Regions from separate parts of the Capra hircus genome. Here region 1 is linked to region 2. The links are chromatin contacts, called in public Hi-C maps. All regions are on one chromosome and are shown on one strand. The core of a region is the stretch at or near the end of the contact, and the rest is flanking DNA. Distances in the headings are between cores, read along the strand shown.

What was found. Hi-C and Micro-C count contacts between places; a contact is called where the count stands out from the background.
Region 1: a contact with region 2 is called in a Hi-C map of blood, with 3 times the contacts expected there. The contact joins the enhancer-like site here to the promoter of PTMA in region 2. A contact is called at or near these places in 2 of 5 Hi-C or Micro-C datasets (both in blood).

What each region holds. Positions count from the first base shown.
Region 1 is chr2:16,379,207-16,381,906 of ARS1.2, forward strand. The region is part of intron 2 of LOC106503414 (a long non-coding RNA gene); the gene reads right to left. Among named protein-coding and RNA genes, the nearest start is that of C2H2orf57, 13 kb to the right of the region's middle. Within about 2 kb of position 1,410, at least 4 of the 5 cell types and tissues checked have an H3K27ac peak or open chromatin away from gene starts, as enhancers often do.
Region 2 is chr2:16,310,154-16,312,853 of ARS1.2, forward strand. PTMA (prothymosin alpha) reads right to left here and starts at 1,445. Exons shown (of 5, transcript XM_018058366.1): 1 at 1,048-1,445. The coding sequence starts at 1,092.

The DNA of each region.
Region 1 (2,700 bases), core at 160-2,659, 69 kb after region 2:
AAAACAGAGAATGCCGGGCGGGAAGGGGCGGCCTGGGAACCAAGAACCAGAAGTACCCTGGCTCCGGGGGCGGCGCGCATCCTGGCTCCGCCAGCATACCCTCGTGCTCTCAGCCGGGGCGGGAGGGTGGCCGGCCTGGTGCGCGCCGGGTACACGCGGACTGTACACGGCCACTGGGCAGCTGCGGCAGCGGGTGGTGGCCGGCCCCTAGGGGGCGCGCACAGACACCTCCCCCCCCACCCCCAGGCCAGGGCGCGGACGCGTGTGCGGCGGCTCACACGCCTCTGTACACACATGATCATATACACGCACGTGCTCCCTGACACGCGAGCTGACTCCGGCTCCCAGGACAGAGGGAAGGAAAGCGTCCTACCGGGCGGGGCGGATTAGATGCTCCTTTGGCGGCCCCCAGGGCCGGTGACAGAACCTCAGGAGCTAGAGGTGAGGACCGAATCTGACGCCGAGGTTAGGGTCCCCCCTTCCCCCTACTTTACAAGTGTGTGCCAGGATCCCATCTCAGGGCTAGAGTTTCCCTCCCATTCAGGATGCTGCCTGCCGGTCCTGGTCTTAGGAACCCTCCTGGAGACGGGGAGGCATAAAGACTTTTTTTTCTCTTTAGAAAAGGAAAGTGTTGGCTGGAGTCGGGCTCAGTGACTTCTGAGGCCTTTCCAGTTAACGACTTATTATGAAGGAGGAACTGGACCCAGAGACCATAAAAGGAGTTGGTGGGAGCGGAGGAATAAAAACCTTGTTGCCTGATTTGGCCCCAGCCACAGGCTCAAACGTCCCCTTGTTTGTGCTTCTGCCTGCAGTGGGGCGCCAGGGTGCAAACGTGAACTCATGGGGGTCCCTGGGTGGGGAGGGGGCGTGGAAGAGGACATAATTCTGGGGGGCCCAGAGCCAGATTCTGGAGAAGAGACTTCAGGTTCTGCCTGAGTGGGGAGGCTGCTAGGTTGGAGTGGCAGGTTGGGGTTCTTGAAGCCCGGAGGGCAGGGAGCCCACCACCTCAAAAAACTCAGGAACAGGGCTGTCTTTCTGAGGTCTGGCTGTTGGAATTGTGGGAATACAGTTGTGCTGGGAGTTCCAGCCACCTCCCAGAATACAGAATACAGGCACACCAGCGACAGGACAGGGTCAGAGGAGCTGGCAGCCACTTGTGGTCTCCTTGGGAACTGAGGTTGGAATCAAATGACCAAGACCCGGCCTCTCCCTAACTTCCTGGTTTGGGGGATCTGATCCGACATCTCTGGACCTCAGATTCCTCATCTGTAAAGTGGGAACAAGAGCTCCTCCGTAGGCTCCCTCCATCCTGCCTGCCTTTTCCACTTCTCAAAGCCCCTGGAGCTTGCTCACCAGGACTCCTTCCAAGGCCTAATTTCCTGCGAGCAGGTGGGGTCCAGTGGGACGTAGGCTGGGGAGCAGCGCCCCCTCGTGGTAAATATCGGGAGGGCTCGGTTATTCCAGGAGGACTCACGCGGGCTACCCTGCTTTTGGTGCCTGATGGGGCCTCTGGCAATTTACAGCTTCCATGGGCTGATCCTGGGGCTCCACTCAGGGAGGCTTTTCCATCTTGCTTCAGCTACCCCGTTGAGCAACCAGAGAGAATTCTGCTTCGCCGCAGCAGCCTCTGGTCTGCCTTCTCACAGCCCTGCTTCTCCATTTTTAACAGGCTCCTCTCACTTCTGTCCCGGAGGAATCCATTTGGCATTTACACTGTGCTTTACAGCTTACATAGCACTTTGACACACATTACTCGTCCCTGAGGTGTGCTGTTTCTGGGTGGTGACGGCCCTAGATGGATAGAGGATCCTGGTTTGGGGCGTGGCTCCAGCACCAGAGGGCTGGTTTGGATCCTGCCTCCTCCATCCAGCTGTGTAACCAGGGCGACGCTCAAAACATTGAATAACCAGTAGGACAGGCAGCGACCAATCAGAACAGATCCTGCCCTAAACACCAGGTACAGCAAATGTGTGTACCTGCTGAAGATTCTGGAACAATCTCACCCTCACCTCGGTTTCTCTATCTTCTGTAAGGACACAGTGATCCCACTTTATAGGACTATTGTGAACACTGAATTAGTTACTGGATATAAAAGGTGGAGAAACCAGTGTCCGGGACATAGAAAATACCCACTAAGAGCTTTATTACTGGTCCCTTCTCTTCTCAAGACTCTGTGACTCAGGGTGAGCAGCACTCTTAAGGGATAACACCTCCCCTCCCTGCAGTGAGCCCTCTATATACATCTGGGCTTGCCCCCTGGCTCACTTCCCACTTACCACACTTCCTCTAGTTATCCTACTCACCAGAAGTGCTTCTCAAGCTTTCCCACGTATCCAAATTTCTGCGAGACCTTATTAAACTGCAGATTCTGACTGAGGAGGTCTGTGTGGGGCCTGGGATTCTATATTTCCTACAAGCTCCCAAGTGGTGCTGATGCTGGTCTGAGAAGCAAGGCTCCCAGAGATCACTGCAGAAACAGAAGTGTCAGTAGATTGTGAGCCATAAATGTTCATTGAGTATTTACTCAGTGCAAGGCTTCTCTGGTGGCTCAGAAGGTAAAGAGTCCAACTGCAGTGCAGGAGACCTGGGCTCGATCCCTGGGTAGGGAAGATCCACTGGGTCAGGGAGAAGGGCAACCCACTCCAGTATTCTTGCCTGAAGAACTCCATGGACAGAGGAGCCCGGCAGGCTACAGTCCAT
Region 2 (2,700 bases), core at 195-2,694:
GCGGGACCGACGCGCCGCGCAGGAGCGGAGCTGCGCCAAACGCGCAGGATCTCAAAACCGAGGGCAGTGAATCCGCATCACCGGGCCTCAACAGCCCCCGGCGCGCGGCTCGGCCCGCAAGAAGGTAGTCGTGGCCGCAGCTTTTGTTCGCCCGCGTAGTCCCCGAAGCAGCCGCACACTCGGTGCCCCCGGGCAGCCGCGAGGGGCGCCCATCGTCGCCCCGGCGCGCCGATCCTTCACTTTCCGTTTCCTCCCCTCAGGCGCGTGGGCTCGCCGCCTCCTCAGCGATGCCTGGTACCGCTGGTGAATTACTGAGGCCGGGCGGCTGCTCCTGGCACACTCCTCCACACCCCGGGAAACCAACCTCCCCTCCCCGAGGGCAGCCAGAGCGGAGGAGACCTTCACACCTCCGCGGCAAGACAACCTACACCGCGGCCCCGCCGCCCCACTCCGCCTTATCGGAGCCTAGCCCAGATAAACCTCTTCGGATCCACTACAAGGCGCGAAAACTCGGCCGCCCGGCGCCTAACAAAGAGCAGCGCCGCGGACGGGCGCTCGCCACGGAGCCGCCACTTCCCACAGCCGGTCCGCGCCCGCACACGCGGGCCCCCCCCAACGCCGGCAGTTCCGATTCCAAAAGCGCTCCAGTTTCAAAGTTATCTCAGCGCGCCCCGTGGGCCGACGACCCCATAGCCTGGCCCCTATCCTCCGGCCGCCACTCCTAAGAGTCACAAACAAGTTTCGGGAGCCCGTTCAGCAGCCTCCCCTCGAGCCTGTTGGCCTCCGCACTCGCATCTCCGGGTCCCTGAGGGCCCTCAGGTCACTCCCGGATGGCCATCACGTTTGCCCACGGCGCTTCCCGCCCCCTCCCCCGCACGCGCACAAAGAGTGGGCTACCTAGTAGCCTAGGCCGGGAGCGGGCGGGCTCCGCAGCGAATGGGAGTAACAGCGGGCTCGGGGCAGAACCGGGTGCGGCGCGCTAAACACCGCTCCGGCAGTAGCGGCGCGCGGACCCCAAAAGGGCGGGCGGGCGGCGTCTAACCTCACCTTGGTGGTGATCTCGGAGCTGGTGTCCACGGCCGCGTCTGACATGATGGGGCACTCCGGTGATCCGATGCAACGGACTGAGAAGAAAAGCGGGAGTTCGAGGACTCTGGCGGTAAAGCTGCCGGAGTCCGCGGCGGCGGAGATGGCGCGCGGCGGAGGTGGCTGCGGCGATCGGGGAAGCCGGAGACAGGAACAATGCAAAGATGGCTTTTCAGAGCAGCCAGTGGGGAACTCACGCGGCGCCAGAACCTTTAATATAGATTAGTGGGCGGCGCTCGGCCTCCTTTGCCCGAACGCCATTGGCTGCGGGCAGGGAGCGGGCGCTCGCTCATTGGCTCGATTCCGAACAATGGGCAAGCATGCTTAAAGCGGCAGTGCCTTGGTGCGTCCGTGCTGCGCAGTCGCTGGCCGCCCTGTCATTCGGGGTCTGAGTTTGCCGGGTGTCGGCTGCCCGACGCCGCGGGGGGAGGGGCGCGCGCTCGCTTTCAGGGCGCGCGCTCCCGCCGCTGTTTTGCTCGGTGCTGCTGACGCAGAAAGCCAAAGCGCGGCAAAGCTGCCCGCCCAGCCCCCACCTTCCCCATACTCCATCCTCACCCCTCCCCGCGGATGCTCGGAAGGAGGGGGGTAGGGAAGAAGAGGAGGAGGAGGAGGCGGCTGGCCCGTACGACGGCTGCCAGCGAGGGGGAGGGGCAGGCCGGGTGCTGGGCTGTGCTCGCCCCGGGCGGTGCCCTGTGTAGTGCCCGGGGATGCTCACCCCTCCACCCCCGCGGCTTGGCACGTTCCACCACGAATTTTCCCAGCGCAAGTCGGTGGAAAGCCCCACGACGAGCGAAGAGGGCGTGAGGCCGAGACCCGCGTACCTGGGCCACCCCCTACGTCCTCTATCCGCGTCTAGTTCAGGGTGCCCCGAGTCTTTGGGCAGGTGACCCCTTCGCCCACTACCCAGCCTAGGCGCCCGCCGCCAAAGCCAGCCGACGAGTGGGCTTCGTGCCAAGCATTCACATTGGGGGTATTCGTGCACAGAGGGGACTCGAGGGCCGGTATGGGCTCTGTCGTCGAGCTGAACAGCCCACGGGCGTCGCAACACACAGCGGGTGCCCGCACTTAAGGGTTCTGGTTTGCGCCTGCCCCGAGCGGTCACTGCCGTCGCGACAACTACTGGGATGCTTCTAGAACCCGGCCTTCGAGTGTCGCTCTCCTGCCCCACTTAAAGCTCTGTGAAGGGCACTTGAACATCTCCTTGCTAGGTTATTCGAGGGGAAGTAATCGTCCCTCAGACCGGGTGGGCTAGTCCTTGGGGGCTCCTTGAAGTTTTGGGCGCCATTTAGAGAACACGCGGAGCCCGAAGGGAACCATCTGGACGCCACACTCAAGATGGCGCTGGGCTCGGCGAGCGTGTCGTGACGTGGCGACCCAACCCACTCGGACGATCCAAAAACCGTAGGCGACCCTCTTCTTATTGCCATCGCACTTGACTGTCGAGCTGAGACACCGGCTTTGTGGCAGGAAAGATCGAAGTGAGTGCAAAGACGTTCGAGAGAAAAAAAATACCTGTGCCACACACAAGATGGCGACAGATAGTGTTCAGCCTCGTGTTGCCAGAAGGGGGCGCCCGACACGGAAGGCGGGACTCGGGAGAAGCGATCGCACACT